2 separate regions of the Mus musculus genome follow, and region 1 is linked to region 2. The links are chromatin contacts, called in public Hi-C maps. All regions are on one chromosome and are shown on one strand. Each heading gives the region's core, a stretch centred on a gene start, on an enhancer-like site or on the middle of the called end of the contact. The rest is flanking DNA. Distances are from core to core; before and after follow the strand shown. Region 1 overlaps Hmcn1 (hemicentin 1). Region 2 overlaps Hmcn1 (hemicentin 1).

What was found. Hi-C and Micro-C count contacts between places; a contact is called where the count stands out from the background.
Region 1: a contact with region 2 is called in a Hi-C map of cranial neural crest, with 1.7 times the contacts expected there. The contact joins two enhancer-like sites. A contact is called at or near these places in 1 of 15 datasets of contacts at CTCF or cohesin (the G1E-ER4 cell line) and 8 of 484 Hi-C or Micro-C datasets (the G1E-ER4 cell line, cerebellum, cerebral cortex and 5 more).

The regions. Positions count from the first base shown.
Region 1 is chr1:150,932,479-150,936,287 of GRCm38.p6, forward strand. All of the region lies in intron 1 of Hmcn1 (hemicentin 1), which reads right to left. Among named protein-coding and RNA genes, the nearest start is that of Hmcn1, 59 kb to the right of the region's middle. Within about 2 kb of position 1,318, at least 41 of the 459 cell types and tissues checked have an H3K27ac peak or open chromatin away from gene starts, as enhancers often do.
Region 2 is chr1:150,822,614-150,826,627 of GRCm38.p6, forward strand. The region is part of intron 4 of Hmcn1 (hemicentin 1); the gene reads right to left. Among named protein-coding and RNA genes, the nearest start is that of Hmcn1, 170 kb to the right of the region's middle. Within about 2 kb of position 1,933, at least 3 of the 459 cell types and tissues checked have an H3K27ac peak or open chromatin away from gene starts, as enhancers often do.

The sequences.
Region 1 (3,809 bases), core at 68-2,567, 110 kb after region 2:
ACTGTGTGTCTATGATAACCTCCTCTTCTTCTGCATGAAAGTCCCCACTGGTGTCAAATCTGGCCTCTGGTCTCAATGTTTCACTAAAATAGCTTGGTGTCAAGTCACAGGAGATCCTCAAGCTAGTACGCCATGCAAACGCCATCCTGCCTCCATCTCCATGATCTTCCAGCCACATTTGGCACCACTCAGTCTTCCTGAACCGGTCTCTGTCTGTGCTGATACATCACCCTGCTCTTTTATGATTGTGTCTGAGTCTCCCAATGGCAGACTCTTTCTCCTTACTTGGTCAGTAAAGATCTTATAGTTCCTAGAGGATCTTTTCCAGGCCATCTTAGCCGCATCCTTTCTGGGTGATTTCATCCTTGGCAAGACCTTTTGTTCATAGTCACTGCAATGGTGGACTGCACTGGTCCACTAGGGTGCCTCACATGTATGCAGCTCTCACCTAATGCAGTCTCACTATGATGCCATTGCTGTGGTGTCTGGTCCATTTTTACTAAAGCACCCTGTTCATCTCTGGGGAGGCATCAAAACAAAAATTTATGATTTTACTTCTACCTTAGAACCTGGCTCTTTCTTAGAATCTATCTGTTGCCTATGGAGAAAGTATCTATGTCTGTCCAGTTAGCCCAATTCAAATTGTTGGCTCATTCACACTCCTCCCATACCTAACCACCACTAAGCCATACCCATTTTACCTACTAAATAGCTTTTGAACATTTCCAGTGCCTTCCCATCTCCTCAGCTACAACCTTGTTCCTAGATTTATCTTCTTGGCTTCCAAAGATCCCAGACTATAGGAGAGACTCTAAACGTCCCTTCATAAGGCACAGTAAAGTCCTCTTTAATCTGTTGCCCACGGGAAACAAAGTAGATATAAGCACTATTACATCATAAACCAATTAAACCCCTCCATTGTTAGGGTCAAACCCCTTAGCATAGACTACATTGTTCCACATGGTCTGATTTCCACCTTCATAAACTCTCTGTGCCTTTTATTTTCTCTTACTTGGTTTGCACATTCTTATCCCATAGGATATTTTTCCTTGTGTCTTTTCCTAAGCTGTTCTTTCTTCTGCCGTTTCCCTTGTTAATTCCAGTTTCTCCCAAGTTTTTAGTCTCGTCTTCCCTCCTCTGTGGAGAAGCCGTGCCTGCCTCCCTCCACTAATTCAGACTCTCCAAGCTACATTTTAGATTTTCAACTGTTTAATTTGACTATTTAATCAATTTCTCTCTTCGCAGACTGCTAGCCAGAGCGGGGAGGGACTCCATCTGGTTTTCGTTTTCAGCCACCCCAGTGCCAAGTGAGTGCCTAGCACATTGCAGAAGTGCAGTGTCTGCTGAAGAGAGGAGCGAGTGATGGAAGCCGAACCTCACAGTGCTGAGCATTACAACAACCTGCAGTTGTCGGAGACCCTGGGAGAGAAACGGAAGAAGAATGGACCCAGTCCTCTGGGTCGTTATTTTTCAAGAACATTTATTTTTCTTAGCACACAAGTGATAATATCCTAGCCAATTGACTTTTCTCTCTATTTCAGCACTCATCGCTAACATGAATCATTTTGAGTTATTGAACAAACCCAAACTAAGAAAGCCTTTCAAAAGAGCAGTGTACAATTTTCTTCTGGCAAGAAGTATTTGCCTATTCGGTGTAACAGGAGGAAGAAGAGGAGAGGGAAAGAAGTGGAGGAGGAAGAAGAGGAGGAGAATAAGGAAATGAGGAAGAAATGGAGGGGCTATAGAATTGAGTTTATGCGGTTTTGACATCTTTACCAAAAGTAACTCACATTTTACCTTGTACAATTTTTCAAAACCTGCAAAGTTCAGAGCCATGGCCCAAGAGGCGTGGAATTAATTTCTTAATGAAATTATTAGAACCAGTCATTTATCTTCCTAGCTGACACACAAATACATATTTTAAAATACTTTCCTTTCCACAAGAACAAAACAGAAAAGAGGCTGTTAGAGAGCTGTGTCTCCTGTGTATCCTACATGTGCCCCGTAGCGTGAATTTATTTTCTTTGTTAACAAAGAATTCATAAATAGTAAAATTGTTCATAAGCTGATTTTGATTAGCACAATAACTGTAGACATGTAAACTTTATTGGAACATCTAATCTACCGACAAGACTGTTTAACTTAGGAATGATTGTGATTGCTCCATTTGTAATTATTTATAATAAGCAATTAGGAAATACATCTTATGGATTAGGTGTCAACCATGAACCTTCAAAAACAACCTGTGAAATATAACTTGTGTTTAATTAAATTACAGACTTAGACACTGAAGCTTGAAAATGCAGAAGATTAAACAGATGGCTGCAATTTAAATAAGGCCATCTTGGGAAGTTTTCTGTTATGATCTTTGAAAAATACACACTTTCAGCCAACTGGATTTCAGCAAAGGTGCTAAGAACATGCATTGGAAGGAGAATGGCCCACAGTGAGCTGTGCTGGGAGAATAAACATCTGCATTCACAAGGAAGATACTGGACCCCCGGCCTTGCATTAATTACAAAAATCAACTAAAAAAAAAAAAGATTAGAATCTTAGACAGAAAACCTGAAATTACAAAAATATAAAACATAGGAAAATTACTTGACATTGGAATGGATGGAGAGGTAAGACCCCAAAACACAGAAAACAAAGGCAGAAGCAGGCAAACAGGCTTATGCCAAACTAAAAACCTTTTGCTCAACAAATAATAATAAAAATAATTAGCAGAGTGGATGGAAGAAACTGGATTAAATTATACTTTTAATAAGAGGTTAATTTCTGAGATATATAAGGAACTCCAATAGCAAGGTGGAAAGAAAGAAAGAAAAGAAAAATCAAAGAAGAAGCCCCACTAATTAAAAATGAACAATATAGAGAACATCAGAAAAGATGCTGCAAAAAAAATTGTAACAGATGAAGGAAACAGTGAAGGGGTTAAATGCCCCCTCTATATAATTAACATAGGCTAATAGAAACAAAAGGCAAAAAGTGACACGGATTAATAGCAAAGTATATTTTGTAAATGTCTCAACAGCATTATTATCAAAGAAACTCAACTCGAAGCCACAGTGAGATAGCTGACTCTGTGTAGAATGGATCTTACCAAAAGGCAAGGTAAGAGCTGGTGAGGAAGTAGAGGAGAGAGCCTGGAACACTATAGGTGTAGCAATTACAGAAAACAATTAGAACAGAAGCACCATAGACTACGGAGACTCAATTCTGCATAGATAGCCAAAGAGAATGAAACCAATATATTGACGAGACTTCAGGACACCTGTGTTCTATTCACAAGAGCCAAGAGCTTGAATCACTCCAATTGATGGACAGAAAAAGAAAATGTGGTACATATAAACTATGGGGTGCCATTCACCCATATGGAATATGAAACACTGTCATTCACAACACATACAGAACTAGCAATTGTTATGGTGGTAGGTAGACTGAACCAGGCCCACACAAACAAATACTGCACAATGGCATTCAACTTATACATGGGATTCAAAGGCTGATGTTACCAGGCATGGTGGCATATGCCATTATTTCCTGCATTTGAGAAGGAGAGACAGACAGATCTCTGCGAGTTCAAGACCAACCTGGTATACACAGAAAGTAGGAGAGGCAGGGCTACATAGTTAGGCCCTATCTTAAATTAAACAAACAAACAAATGGTTAAAGTCATAGATATTACAGAAAGATGGTTATAAGGGGCTGGAGAGAACCAGAAGCAGGAATAATGGCAAGAAACAGATCTGTGGATGCTAACCATAGTCAGGAGTAAGTTTTAGTGAACTATTGCACAGACTGGTGAC
Region 2 (4,014 bases), core at 683-3,182:
CATTAAGTTGTGCATGTAATTAAAATGTAAAAGAATAACACTGGAAGTATCATAAATATGGTTCCATAAGCCAGGCTGAGACCTTTGGAATTCTTCACAAAGCTCCTCTTGAAAATTACTAACATTCTTAAAGAGTGAAAGTGATGTATTTCAAAGAAAACTGTCATGCTGTCATGAATGAGTTCAAAAGAACATGTGTTCCATAAATCAAGTGATAGACAGATTTCCTTCAAGTTTAACCCCATAATGCACCTGGATTTTCCATATATATACCCATACAACTTTGCAAAGAAGCAGGTGCTGGTATTTGAAGAGCTTTAGCAATCTTTCATGACTGAATATGAAAGTATGACTGGTCCTTCTCATCAAATCTCCCCACATGACAACAGGAACCAGGCCAATTGTAACTAATATTTGACATCTCTAGAACATATGAGGTAATAATCGGCAATGGCATTTTTACTAAAAAGGCTTTAAAGATTTGCTTTGTTTTCAGAAAACACAAAGGACTAATTTAGTGTCTGAGAAAGCAATCGGTAAATTTAGGCAATAATAAAAAACATTTAAAGTCAGAGAAGGGAAGAGGAAGGAGAGAAGTTAAGCAAACCAATAGAAGAACATCAGTTCTTCAGGCAAGTCCAGCGTGGCCATGACTGGTCCTCAGCTGAAAGGTGGGTTAGGCTTATGAAACAAGTGCCACTCCCAGTCCATCCCATCCATCAAGGACACCGAAGGAAGGAAGCCACATACAGTGCTGGGGAGACTGCAGGTTAGTGCAGCCTCTGTACATATCAGTACAGGAATTCTGTTTTAAAGTCCTAGGAAATAAAACCACCATATGATCTAGCTACCATTATCTGAAATACATCCAGATAAGCATAACACAGGGACTCCTGGAATTCTATGTTCATTACAGCACTGTTCACTGTTAACTACGCTGAATAACAAGCCAGTGCGCCATCAACAGATGAATGGAGAAAGACAGAGTGGAACTTAGACACAGTGGAATCTCCTACAGTGTGGCACTGATACACATTGGAATCTCCTACAGCTGAAAAAAAGAAGTGAAGTTAAGACATTGTCAGGGAAAGGAGTGGAACTGATGATCACTGAACCAAGTGAAACAAGTCAGATCTCTGAAGATAAATATTACACTTTTCTCATTGGTGCATAGAATCTAGAGTTTAAAAGAAAGAGTCTGTAAGACATGAAAGTGAAAGGGGGACTATTAGTGTGGGAGGAAGGGCACCAGCGGGAAGATGAAGCAAGAGAGGATGGGAAGGGGGATGAGAGACAGGTGTCATATGCAAAATATATTCCCATAAGACATTTGAGCAGAAGCACGGCCATTGAGGAGGAGAGAGCCGTGGAAGAGATACGAACAGGAGATGGTGTTAGGATGGTGAATATTAGGCACTGTCAGAATGAAACCCCCTTATTTAATACCCCAATTGTAAGAAATACTTTTAAGGAAGCACAAAAAAAAAGAAGCTCCCAACATCTCCAGGTTAATAATGAAGTGATTCTATGAAGTAGAAACATAGCGAATTTATTTTCATGCATATCCTCCAGTAAGTTAGCAGTTTGTCTCTGTGTTGCTTCCACAAATACATCTAGCCTTCAAATCCAATGTAGCAAGGTTATACATTACAGGAAACCTATCCAAGTCCTAAGCATTCTTGGGAAAATGACGGCCTTCCTCAAAGCAGATGCATTTTCCTAGGGCAAGTGTGTTCAGATGCTGTAGAATATAAGCTGGTGTTAGACACATTTAATATCACTTTCAATTCATCAACACAACATTTATGAGATTTTCACAAAGAGATTACCCTGTATCATAACAATCCTTCTTGGGAAAGACATAGTGCAGACTCTACCAGGAGCCTCGGATCACTCTGTTATCCACTACTAAGAAAAGTCTAATTGAAAACAGATGCAGCTCCAGTTATGAGGAACTACAGATACTATCAACATGTGAACAAAAAACGTACAGATGCAAGCTACAGAATGTGCTCTGAGGTCTCTTGCTTCTCGGGTTGCCAGATATAAAGGGAAAACATCACTAATTGTCTGACTGTGGGGACCATTCTTGTGAGGTTGGGAATGATCTATTATAATGACAAAAGAAATGAAATAGAATGAAGTGAGAGTCTTTGGGCTGTGCTTTGCTATCAACACAGTACTTTTTCAAGCCACTAGGGGGCCATTGGTGGCACTTTAAAGGTTTTAATGTAAAGGTTGTTCTCTAGTTAATCCTAGCAATTTATCTGTACAATGGGCCTTGGGGACAGACCGATGAATCCAGCTCCTTTATTTGATAGATGAGAAAAATCGTATCTGAAGTGAGTTCTTGCATTGTTTTAATCTGCCCAGACTTATTCTGGCTCAACAAGCCACATATTTTTACTTAAACTCCTTGGGTTCATGAAGATGCTAATGCAATTCAAAGACTTTATAGCCTATACCATGACTGATACTCATGCCTAAGTGCACACATTTATTTAATTCTTCAAAGTGGTTGGTGTCGTGAAATTTTGATGAGATAAGAAAGGGAAATTTGAGCTCATGTTACTGAGCAGAACCTTGGTGCTTTTGCTCGGGAGGTGTTCTAGTTTGATGTTTTGAAACTCTGCTAAAACATTAACAAGAGGCAACTTTTTGGAGGAAAGCACCTATTGCGCTTATACTTCCAAGTCTCGGCACATCACGGGATGAAGTCAGAACAGGGAACTGAGTGACATGGAGGGATGCTGCTTGCTAGCCCACTCATTTCATTCCTGTGCTCACCTTGCTGGTGCTGCCCACAGTAATCTGGACCCTCCTGCATCAATTAATAGTTAACATAATCCCTAACAGACATGTTCACCAGCCAGTTTACTCTAGGAAATCCTTGGCTAATTGTGAACACTTTGTGATGTACCACTACCATGTAGCAGGTGTACCTACGATGCTTATTACATGCAGATGCTCCAAGAGCTTTCCACTCATTTGCACAGAAACCCTGGCACAGTACTTCTATGCACAATGATCTCTATTTTAGAGATGAGTAAGAGTGATTTATCTGTGCCAAAGTGTGTAAGTCACAAAATTAGCAGCAAAGCAACATGTGCCCTTGGGTCCCAATGTTCTTGCCCTCCCCATTTGTTTAAAAAACAGAAATTTTCATTTCTAAGACAATGATTTTTGTCAAAATGCTGTACTACAATGCTGGTAAGCATCATGGATCCTACTCTGACCTAGCTAAGAGAGATAGGCTTTTCTAGACCATCAACAGAATCCTTTGGTCTGGGTTCAATGTCATTAATGCCTTGTAATATATCGTGGAGGCCAGAATTCCAAATTTTCTTCAAAGCCCCTAAACAACTAATGAACATCCCTGTGATAACTAAAGGAGGCAATCAGAACAAGGTGCCCGAAGTGCAGTTTGAGGGACTGAGGTCACATACTAAAATTTAAGGCTATCATGTGCTGCTAGCATTCCAGTCCACCAGGATGTATGTCATCCTCTGAGCATACCCTTTAGCGAGCATTCAATAATGGCTCAGAGCTCAACTCTGGAGTAAGCTTCCTTTTATTCTGACCCTAGAAACGTCCAGGTTATGATTTATTGTGCATACGCCCATAGACAGCTAATGCATTGCTCATGCCCCCAGGAATGCCCCCAAGAATACTGACCGATTAGATTACTTAAGTTGGATAAAAAGTTCAGATGCATGCTAAAGAGACCTCTGCAGATGAGTGACTGATGCCCAGGCTTTATACAACACTGCTCAGAGTCTGCTTAATTTGTGCCTGTTTCTAAGGATGTGTTCACTGAGAGTGTTGAAAGGAATGAATGTCACAGTTTAAGACTTTAATGAATCAATCAAAACATGTTATATCTTCAAGTCTTTTGAGAGGATCTTTTACAGATAATATCCAGTTGTATTACCCTTCATGTATTGAGTTCCTATTCAAAGTAGAAAATTTACAATGAGTACATGCCATGGACAAGTACATTTGCTCATTCAGTAC